2 separate regions of the Drosophila melanogaster genome follow, and region 2 is linked to region 1. Evidence: chromatin contacts called from public targeted proximity ligation data. All regions are on one chromosome and are shown on one strand. The core of a region is the stretch at or near the end of the contact, and the rest is flanking DNA. Distances in the headings are between cores, read along the strand shown. Region 1 holds the start of msi (musashi). Region 2 holds the start of lncRNA:CR45917 (long non-coding RNA:CR45917).

Region 1 (5,865 bases), core at 2,426-4,925:
AGTGACAATTAGTTTTCAGTGTAATATCTCAGGCTTTTCCGTCGTGGAAAGTGGAAAACTCACCTTAGATTTGGGACAGCCGCCGCTGCTGCCGCCGCCGCCTGCAGGGGCGGGGGCACGTTGTACGGAAAGGGCAACTTGGCCGCAACCGCCGGATTCTCGAACAGCATTCTCGCACTGTTTTGGGGGTGGTGCTGAGCCTGGTGGTGCTGAATCTGGAGGTGGGTGCTGCTGCCGCCGGGGGGGTTGATGGTGTTGTTGTTGGTGCTTATGTTGAGAGCGGAGTTTCCAAAGCAGTAAATTTTGCTGGTTTTTCGCTTATCCCAAAGACACACGCTGAGAAAATCACTTTAGGTCGCACCAAATACTTTGTTTTTCTTGAGATTTTTTTCTTTTTGCACTTTTCTGTTGACTTTTTGCAACTATTTTGTTAAATATTATGTATTTTATAACCGCACTGAATTATTTTTGTTTTTCTTAGGTAATACTCATTTTAATACCACCAATATTAGATGGCAAGGTTTCAGATTTTCTAGAAAAAAAATTAAGTATTATTAAACTATTGTTATAACATGTTTTATGGATTTTTTCTAAGAATGCATTATGTTATTTTATTAGTAAAAGTATATAGTCATGCAACTTTTTAATGTTTACATTAAATGTATTTGTCAATATTTGTGTTTTCATTGATATTTGTATCTGAAGCGCTTTTCCATTTCCCATAACATTGATTTGCATTATTGTTTATTAATTTTAACAATTTTTTTTGGCTTTCTGGGTTTTCTTTGGCATTTCTTTGTTTTGGCTTTACGCTTTTACTTTCGCTGTTTGGCATTCGCTTTTGCCTTTTGCTTCTCGCCTTTCAATGCTGAATTCTGAATTCTCTTTTGCCATTGCCGGCTTTTTCGACACATACACACACGCCACTGCACACACACACACACTAACACTCAAGAACTCACACACGTGCGTGCCGCTCTCAAAATGGTGATAAAATATTGTTGTTTTTGCCGTTGCGGTTTGATAATATTTCACACACGGCTTTTAATTAAAAACATTTGAGTCTTGGATCGCTTGCATAGTTTTTGTATAGTTCGCTGCCGGTTTTCGTATTAATTTTTCATAAATTTAATCGATTTGCTTGAACAAAAACACATGCACACGCATACAGAAACATAAATTCATGGCATAAAAACAAATTTCTGCGACGTCATTGAATTCGCCGCAAAAGAATATGCGAATATGTGAAAGAGAAATAAAAAACCAAAGAAGCGTCCCTCGACAAAAGAAACAAAAATGTCTTCGAGTTGAGTCACTTACACGCACACACACCAGTACGTTATACACACACTCACACACACTCGCTGGTGCAAATAAACGACGCGTGACGAAAATTACACGGGAAATATTCGCAAAAATCCACGAAATTCGACAATCCTTCCGCTTCGGGCAAGGAATTTTTTTTAACTAACGGTGAAGGAGCGGCTGCGAACTGTTTAAGGCGAGCTCAGCGAATTTCGCCGTGCTGCGCTGAAGCTCTGCCGCTCTCCCTCTCCGCTCGCTCTCCACGCTCTCTCTCTGGATTTTGGGACTCTCTCTGCAGGACGTGAATACTGAGCAGAAAAAGGAGCAACAAAAAAAGCTTGGATGCAACATGCGGCTGAGTCAGTTAATGACGTACCAACCTTTTTTTTTCTCCCCCCTTTTGTGTGTCTTTTATCGCGCCTCTACCGTCATCAAGCTGGTACTCCCCCCATAATCATTTCCGATATGCAGTTCCATGCAGTTTCCCCAGACAATAGGCCTACAATATAGCCATATAGTCGCATATAGCCAGCACACTGAGTCGCCGAACGAGCGTCTTTATAGCCCGCTTTGTTCTCCCCCCAATTTAAAGTGAGCTCTGGAATAGTGGAACACCCTCAACGATAACTCCATTATCTATCCTTCAAACATGGAAATGTTGAAGGTTTTTTAAGCAACTTTGCAGATTTTCATAAAATACGTATTCTTATAAACGTCGAAAAATATGATAAAAAAAAAACAATTAAGAGCTTACTTTGTAGCATGTATGCAACTAAATTCAGTATTTCCAAGTAATTGTTATTTATAGGCTCTAACTTACTGTCATTAAAGTGTAAAGAACAGAAACTATTTTATTTATATTTCGAAAAAAAAACCATGACTTATTTTTGAGCTGTCGTTTTAAACAATTTGCACTTTACTTTATTGGGAAAATCCTAAAATATATTTGTGGGTTACAAAATTGGAGCACTGACTGTACTTGACTTTCTGTGTTTATCTTATATTGTTTGCTCAGCTCGTATTTCTTTTAAAGCTCAGCTCGCAGCTGACGCATTTTGTTGATTTTGAATGCTTAAAACTGAGAAACAAAGAGTAATTGTTTAATTCAGTTGAAGGGAAGGATTGCCAGCTATTTCGCTTTGATTTATGTGAAATTTACAAATCAAATTTATTTCGGTTGGAAAGTGTTCAGTTATCGTATCTGTTGTTTAAGCTTAATTAATTTAATTGTCACATATTCCATGGGATTTTGAACTGTACACGGGCTTATGCGTGTTTATTTCTTTTAAATAACGACAATTTGTTAAATTGTAGTAAAATATTTCATTATCGTTAGTTCCCTAGAGCCATTTCTGATTTTCTTCAAATCTTAGGTCTCCTTTCAGTTCTTATCGTACACAACTCGTTGAGAAATACACAAAACTGAAACGCAAAATTGTTGTTGTTGATAAAACTGAGCTAGTCACCGACAACAACCACAGTAAACATTAACCACAGCTTGTAGTTTGATAATGGATTTTTCTGTTTTAAAAATTGATGGTTTTCTCCAGTGCACAAATGTTCACCAATCTCGAATCGAAATTTGATATAAATTTAATCCATTTGAATTGAATTTTGTATCAATTTATTAGTAAAGCACTTATTTAATTACACATGTTTTATTTAGTCAAATTACTGGGCTTTTTATCTCGAGCTGAGAGTTCATTGTTTTATATTATTTATACACACATATCTTGAACTCGTCTTTTGTATGGATTATCGGTCTCTTAGTCATAGCGAATTAAATTGCTTTATGTTTTGGCATTCATTAGTTAAACATATCATTAGTTAATAAACCATGAAAGTTGATTTTAGATTTAATGATAAATTTTGTTTATAATCTTAATAGCCATGAAATACATATTTTATTTAGCCGCTCAAGTCATTGATTTGAATAAAGCTTGATGGGTTGTGCATGCATGTGTAGAGAGATTTCGAATCGTATTTTTAATTAATTTGCATGCACTGGCATCCGTTTTATGGATGCGGTTTGTTCATTTAGCTTAACAATTTAACACGTAATTTAATTCAGTCATGCAACATGTCAGAAACAGATTTTCTTATTATTGTATTTTCTAGGGGCGACAAATAGGAATTACTTTAAATGCGCGGCAAACAAAATTCAAGCTTTGTTTGTTTGTTTATTTTCCATTAGCCCACTTCGGTTTCGATTTCGATTTTCGGCCCAGTCCAGAATCAAGTTAAGACCTGGCTTTATCTGCATGCACAAACGGAAATCAACGACAAAACGACGACGACACGATGAAAACGAATCCACGAATCGCTCCGCTTCGAATCAACTGGCTGTTGTAACGGTCGCAGGCAAACTGAGTCCGAAAGATACAGATACAAGTACAAGCGGCCCCCGCGGAAAAGTTCTCTCACCGCCTCTCGCTTTTTATACCTCTTCCTCTCTTTGTCGATCTATCTCTCTCGGTTGTTTGTCGTTTGCGGCAAGCATAATAAAATAAAACAAGTGGTCGAGTTTTCCAACTTGCAGATACCCGGTTTTTAGATACAATAAGTTTTAGATACACTAAGCTTAACTTCCCAATGATAAATATAATTTAAAAAATTACTTTAGGAATTTTATTTAAAAAATAGATATAATATAAAATATATTTTAAAATAATACTCTGCAAACGCAATATACTCTGGGAATTTCTGAAGTACAGGGTAATCCAAAAGGAGAGCGGAATCGTTCTCTCTCTTGCGATGCGATGGCAACAACCACCCACAACATAAGCGGTTCACTCGCCCCCACCACACCACCAGCGAAGGAACAAAAACAAGCAAACTCTCTCTCCCATAAACTGAGAGCGCGTTGTTGTTTGCGGCGAAGTCGCTCAAAAAACGCCATTTGGGGAGACAGCAACAACTTTTGGGACTCATACTGTTGTCCCGTTCGCACTCGAGCGCTCTCTAACTTCCGGTCCCGTATGCTGCGACGTAGTGTTGTTGCTGTGGCTTTTTCAGTGGGGAAATGAAAATGAGCATCATTTGGTATTTACTTGGTATTTTTCGGTACTTTAAAATTGTTGCTTAAGTGCAATAAAAAATTTAATTTAATTAATTTGAAGGAAATGCTTGTAATATTGTAATTTTTATTTAACACACACTTTATTATTATTTTACCTTTACCATTTTTATATGATTGTTAAACAACGACTTAATCCCAGTTTATAGCTTATTTTATAGCGTTTTTGTCGCCTGTTGCACCCACCGCAATTACCAAATGTCGGCACGCCCCCGCAAAATTCAAAATTTACACAAATTTTTTGCAAAATCGCAGACGGGCGCTCCCAAATCAGAAGAAAAAAATCTAAAACAATAATTTCAGCGGCTTATTAGACGGCCTAAAAACATCAAAGGCCTACCCATTCCTAAGCAAGATTTCATGAAATTTGCTCCTTTTTTTATTTTCTTTATAATTCACAACAAAACGCGCAACAAGCGCAACGAGTTTTCTGCAATCGAGCAGCTGACGGCGAAAAAGAGTTTTTTTCTGTAATATATTTTCCCTTATTTTGTTTGGTCCATTTTTTCATGTTGGTTCCTTTTTTGTCGGGACACAAGAAACTTGTTTGCAGAGCTTCGGGCGATAAAGAAGGAGAAATATATAACAATAGCAACAGCAACAACAGTGACTGAGGCAGACAGGTCAAAGGAGCAGTTTTTGCCCCTGCCACGCCTCCATTTCGTCTACATCTTAACCGCCCACCGCCTGCCACGCCCCCGCCGAAGCAGCAATAAATTCTGCCAGAAAGCGTCTTCGATTAGTTCGGAAATGGCGAGAGAAGTGACTGAAACGAATAAAAAGAAAATGTTCTTAGAAAAAGTCGTCATACGTCTTCTGGACTAAGAGATACCTCTTAATTCATTATAAAAGATTTTAGAATAAGTTATTGGAATTTAGAATTAAAAACAATTATACAACAATTATAACAACTGAAATATTTTAATACCATACATTTTAGATTATTGACAGTTACCACACTTTTTAATAGATGTAGATTGCCCAAAGACCCCAAGATCCATTCAGGAATACAGGACAACAGGACAAAATAAGCCATTGATCTATATCAATGGCAATATCTAGTCTGCAACTGATGTTCCCAGAGTTTATTACCGCTCAAAGGTAGAAATTTATAGCAAACTGCGCATTCAGCAAATTTGGGTCATAAAAGTAATTAGTGAAATCTGTTCCAGTACAGATTGGTATTTGTGGGTGGATTTTAATTACCGGCCAGAAGTTCATGAAAGTGCCAAGAAGTTTCCCACTACCCCGCCATTGGCTAATTGATTTAGCTTCCGTTTTATTGATCAGCAGAAAGGAGTGAAACCCTTGGCCGGCAGTAAAATCGAACACGTGGGGCCTTCTGGGGTTAAGGGGCAGAGGAGCAGGGTGTTAACCAGCAGCGGGCAACGTCGGTTATTGGCCTAATAATGAAACAGCCATAAAATTAAAAAGCGCTTTCAGAGATTTAGGGCTCAATAGAAGAAATATATGCAGCTTTTATG
Region 2 (5,865 bases), core at 1,565-4,064, 130 kb before region 1:
CTCTATAATATATCACGTAAGGGCGAGCTAGCGAGATGGATTCGTTCGGTTTGGATCGAATTGGATTGGATTCGATTGGGTTAATCAAAAGTGAAGCACAGTTTTTGAGTGATTTTAATTCGAAATACGGAAAATGCGATTCGATTATACGAGGTTACAAGTTCTTTGCCGATGAATGCATTACATTACATTACATTACGCTCGCGCGTTTATTTAAGTGTTTAAGCTTAGTTAATTTAAACAATAATTAAAACTCCAATTAAATTTAAATATACAAATACATATACATCAATCGAAAAATGTTTTTTTTTTCTTTTTAAGCAATATATTATGCGGGTTATTTCATATGTCTCATAACCGGAATTCATTTGTTTTGAATATTTATTATAAATTTAATAATAAGTACAATTGGTTCACTAAAATGGCGCCTTAACATTTTCAGAAGGCAATCAGTGAAGAGCAAGGGTCAAAAACTATATGCGGTATTCTATTTATAATCCGGCCATATGGAGAATGACTCCCAGTCATGGTAGTGATGTATAAATACGTAGGCATATGTTTATTAATTTTGAAACTAGCAATCTGCTTGACATTGAACTTTTAGTTGAACAATTTCAGTCACTACACTTTGTTTTAAAATGAATTTTGCATTTATGATTGCTTGAGAATTGGATGAGAGATGAACTCTTCACCTATGTAACCCAAATTAATTTTTACATCTATAAACGCAATATAAAAATCTTAAACAATGTTTTTTTTTCGTTATCATACTTTTAGTAAACACATTCTAAAATGTATATTATAGAGCCTTATCTACACTGTATTTATTTTATTTCATTTTAGAATGCTAATTTAAACCATCTTCATATTTCATTAAGTAAAGGCTACTTTGGCTTCAATATTAGTTTATTAGCTTTGATCAAAGTAGTTAGTAACGAAAGCTCCATCCTAACGATTATGTCGCTCAATGTTAAAGCTTACTGTCATTTCATTATCTTAAGCTCTCTCTTTTTCCTTTAGTAACGCTACTTTGGGAAAACTATTAGGTGATTAACTTTGAACCCAATAGAGGGTAACGAAAGCTTCGTCGTAACGACTATTGCGTGCGTAGCAGCTAGCTTTTGACCGCCAGCAGATGTGCTTGCAATTTGCAACTGTCAAGTCGACCGACACGTTAAGCTGCGCCTAAAAGTTTAAAATGCAACCGCAACGGAAGAATAATGATGATGAATGCTAAAGTACGCAAATATCTCTCTTTCCCCCTCCCGATTTCCTCTTTTACCGCTGCAGAAAACGCACGCAGGCACATTTCACTGTCAAAAATGCGGCTATAAACCATTTTGGAGCCGCCAGGAGCTGCTGTCGCAAGCATTTATTTTTATTTTCATTTCTCTTGCCACTTATGTTGGCCCGCATTTGGCCATTTCTCAAGTCTTTCGGCCCGCTCCAGTGCGTCTCTTTTTCGGGCCTTAGTTTTTTGGCATTTCCTTCTCTTATTTTTTTTATTTTTTGGCAACATATGCAAGTAATTTGATTAAATTATATAATTACAGGGCCAGACATTCGAGATGGCAAGATGAGTAGACGGCAACACGGTCCTGACTTTGACGAACAGCAGCACGCAAAACGCAGCACAACCGCACCACATTATGGCCATGGTGGTTAGCATTAAGTTAAAGTTAGGCTTAATGGCAAGCTGCTCGCAGCACCGAAAAAAATGGGCGTCATTTTGGAGCTGATACGATCAACATTGATATGTTTGTAGATCGTTTTATAAATTTGTTGCAAGATTAGTGATTAGATCCCACACAAAAACTAATTTAATAAAAAAATCTATGAAGTTATTATTTTTAATTATTTTTACAAATTATTTTGCACTGTGTAGATCGTCGACTGCGACACTCATTGCAGGCCGGGACTAGTGCAATTTGTATTTCGAAAATGCAACAAATAAGCACTGGGCACGGCCTACATCAGGTGACGTTTTAATGTACCACTGCACTCACATCTCGGATGCAATCCGCTCCAAACTCCAAACTGCCCAATCCCCATACCACTCACCTTTCGCGTTCCTTTTGTGGGCCTGGGCCTTATCAATACGCCAAGTCAGCCAACTCCAGCTGGGAAAAGGAAGAGAGGAGCCAGGAATGTCCGAGTGCCACATAAACACTGTAATTACACACACATACACACACTCACTCCCAAATGCGAGAAGCTGTAATTTAATTAAGAAATATAGACGCATTATTAAAGAAAAAGGAGTAAACAAGGGGGCAACGCACATAGAAATGGCCTGGAGGCCCCACCCAGTTTGGTCAAATGGAGATGTGCCTACTCAGACTTCATTTGGCATTAGGCATTCGGCTGTGCCGGCAATTCCGACTGCAGGTTCCAGTTTTCCCGGCACATATTTTCTCGCCATATCCCGGGATGGGAATGATGGTGCGTTGGACGTCCCACAACATCGATCAGCAATCTACGTGGAAACACCTCCAGTGATTCTGGGTGGCCTTTAAGACGGGCGTAAAATTAGGTGGTAGATAGTTTATTAGCATGGTCAGCTATCCATTGCATTATTCATGGCCTACAGTTCAACTGGCTTGAATAGCTCTTCCTCAGTGAAACTATTTCCTTGGGATAGTAATCAAAGTTTAGCTTCAAGGGCCGAAGGTGGAAGCTTTCAGAAGCTTTAGGGTTGGTTCTCGCATACAGAAAGTAATAAAACTTAAGGACCTTTTTGTTTGCTTTAAGTCTGCCAAGGGAAATGGAAATATGTATATGCCCCTTAAAGGGGCAGATTACTATTGTGTAAGATAATGATGGCCCTTATAGAGGTCCGAGTTGCGCAAGGGGAACGCTGACTGAAAGACGCTCACATTCGTGGCGAAGTCATAATTGCGTCTGATCCCACAGACTTATATACATAATGTATATTTGCATTTCAGTTGACGCCTTAATGAAACCATGAAGTGAATTATTGTTTAAAATATGTATGGTCCTTTATGTAGGATTTATAGGATTCTATACCATTACAGATGTGCATCTTACAGATAGAGTATTATGCTCTTGCCGAATCTGAAAATTAATCAATTTGGATTAGTCGACCCGTTCCCCTGCCTTTAAAACAAAGCAAATAAGTGTATTTTTCCATTATGTTAATAAATGAAATGCTTGGATCTTCCACCCCGGTTACTGCGAGGCTAGAAGACTTAAAAGAGTATAATTAAATCATAAATGAATTAATCGAATTTGTCATCAATGCAGCTTTTATGCTATACGCATAGATGTAGACACGCGTGCCAATATCCCTACCCTCAATTTAAAAGTGTAACTTAAATCTACTCGTCCTCCTCCTGCGACTCGCTGCTCTGATCTACCGGATCGACCTCATCCGTCTTTTCTTTGCTGCCGCTGTCCTCGTTGCGAAGCGAGGACTGGACCAATTCGCGGGTGAACTTCTGCACCAAGCGCAAGGCAGTGGCCGCTGGCATATCGCACAGGGAGTGGCACATGAACTCGCCAAATCCCCGGAATTTGGCGTACGCCGGTGGCAAGGGGGCTAGAGGTTGTGTTGGATAGTATCCGGATATCGACAGACTGTCGTCGACTCGGCGTTTCGACGGATGATCGTCCAAGTGCTGTGATCCACGCTTATTGCTCCTCATGGGATTAACAATTGGACTACTGATGATGTACTCCGGCTGGTTTTGGTGTCGTCGGTGATAGCTTTCCGCAAAGTGATTGTAGCCCTTGCCATTGGGCATTTCTCCATTCGTCGAGCGCTGGCTCTTGTTGGCTTCGTCAGAGTTATTCAGGGGAATCCTAAAAAGAAATGATGTCTTGTTATTAGCAAATGTTACGTTAGGCAGCAATGGATCATGGACTTACCCTAACACTGTGGTCACGGGGAGTGCCTGCTCGCAATCGAAGATCTCGGAGTCGTCCTCCAGTTCGTCCTTGATGCTGTTCATATGCCCGTTGCTGTCGCTCCGGCAATCGTCCACCTCGTAGGTCTCCTCATCCTCCTCCTTTACGCTCATGTTCTTAAAGCTGCGCCTGGGCCGTATGTGATCCCCCAGAAACTGGAGGCTTTCGAATAGAGGCCATTGTGAAGACTGTGTGGAAAGGCCATTCTCGACGCGTCGCTTCTCGATGTTATATCGATTCCTTAACGTGGTCATCCGTTCCCTTATACTGGTGGCTACGAATTAAGATGGGAATATGCCTAGAATTATTTCCTGTCATCTCAAACTGGTTTAATCCCCTTGCTCACCATCGTAGCCCAGTTTGTGGGCTATCTGTTCCCATATATGGGCCACATACAGCTTGTCCTTGAACCGCTTGTTTGACCTATCGTACAGCACTGGGTGCGATCGGTATTCCCGGATCAGACCCAGATCAAACTCGCCCGTTTGGGCGTATGTCGCTCGAGGCCGACCACGCCCCTTTGGCAACTGCGGTGGATACAAGTGCGACAGGTTCTCCATTCCTCCTCCAGCCCTGCCATGGTTATTTTCAACAATGAAAGAATTATTATTTTCCATTTAAATGTTATTTTGTGATTTGTTAAAGTTTTGATTTTTCAGTTTTCTCTTTTTTTTTAACTAAAAAGTTATTCAAAGCGAACTGACTTAAAAAACTAAAAAATTAAAAATACATAATACATGAAAACTTGAATGTTCATATTTTTTTACTTTATAACCGCTCTTTTTCTAAAACATAATTAATGCCGCTCAAAGGTCTAAAAAAAGAATCGATCCAGCGAAAGAAAAGAACACAAGAAAGAAGGAATACTTTTGAGGATATACATACACACTTACTTAGTTACCGGTTTTTCAACAAAAGGGAGCATAAACAATTAAAAAACAAAGTCTGGTCGAGCAGAAGAAGACTATTAAACGAAGCATTGGCGTGTGAGAACTACTGAATGTTCGTAAAACTGCTTGAGGTTTTGATGCTGGATGGATCGTATCCTGCATATTATCACTTCGATAAATCGGTGATCTTTTAGGGATACGGATCGATTAAATACAAAGTAAATTAGGTGCTCCCAAAGCAGAATTAAGCGGCATAATAGCTAAGCAACAAAGTAATTGGACTTCGGACAGGTATTACTGCTCACAAAATCAAGGCTAGATAGTAATTAAATTTAACGATAACCGACCGATAAATCTATGCTTTCCATCCCTAATCTGCATCCGCTTTAACGGCGTACATGCATTTTACACAGCCGCAGCCGTTTACATGTATATATACGCGTGCGTAGGTGTGTATATAAAACAAAACTGCATCTTCAGTGCTCTCTGTCTCTCTCTATCGCTCAGTTTTGGTGCTAAGCGAACGACGCGCACTGTCGGCGTCGACGCCAGCAGCGCAATAAAAACAAAGCCAGCGAATACCGTAAAAATATCAAACTACCTAAAAAAAAAAGTACAGAAACGCGCTCGCAACTGCTTGATATTAATTTTAAGCGACGCCAGCTGCGCTGCTCTGCTCACACAGATAAACATAAAGAGTCGCCTTATAAACTTTAAATAAACAATTGCAGACTACCACTAATTTACGCTGTGCGAACGGAATAAATAAATAAAAAAAAAACTGAAGAGAAATAATAAAACTAAAATAAAAAGAAAGCAGACATTACCGAGTAATTGAGAAACTGGTATTATTTTTGGCTGGCTGGCAATATCGAATTAACAAATATCTTAATTTATTTTTATAGATTTACTCACCTCGAGAAATACAATTTAGATTCGCCTCAGGTTGGTTTTAGTGTGTATTTTTATTTTTATACCTATTAAAACGCGCGCTCTTTGCTCTGCGTTGCGCTTGGGCTTGCCTCTGCTTTCTAGCTGGCTATTATGG

The links.
Region 2: a contact with region 1 is called in a targeted proximity ligation map of the Kc167 cell line, with 3 times the contacts expected there. A contact is called at or near these places in 4 of 107 Hi-C or Micro-C datasets (the D17-c3 cell line, central nervous system, embryo and 1 more) and 1 of 7 datasets of targeted methods (the Kc167 cell line).

What each region holds. Positions count from the first base shown.
Region 1 is chr3R:25,513,928-25,519,792 of dm6, reverse strand. msi (musashi) reads right to left here and starts at 3,675. Exons shown (of 7, transcript NM_001276031.1): 1 at 3,444-3,675; 2 at 64-532. The coding sequence starts at 170.
Region 2 is chr3R:25,647,521-25,653,385 of dm6, reverse strand. It overlaps lncRNA:CR45917 (long non-coding RNA:CR45917), which reads right to left and starts at 2,814. Exons shown (of 1, transcript NR_133452.1): 1 at 1,829-2,814. It overlaps jigr1 (jing interacting gene regulatory 1), which reads right to left. Exons shown (of 6, transcript NM_001347754.1): 3 at 5,733-5,865; 4 at 4,274-4,500; 5 at 3,889-4,201; 6 at 1,512-3,822. The coding sequence starts at 4,487. The coding sequence ends at 3,339. mir-92b (mir-92b stem loop) reads right to left here and starts at 1,988; the gene lies at 1,889-1,988. It overlaps Tnks (tankyrase), which reads left to right. Exons shown (of 7, transcript NM_143153.3): 7 at 1-295.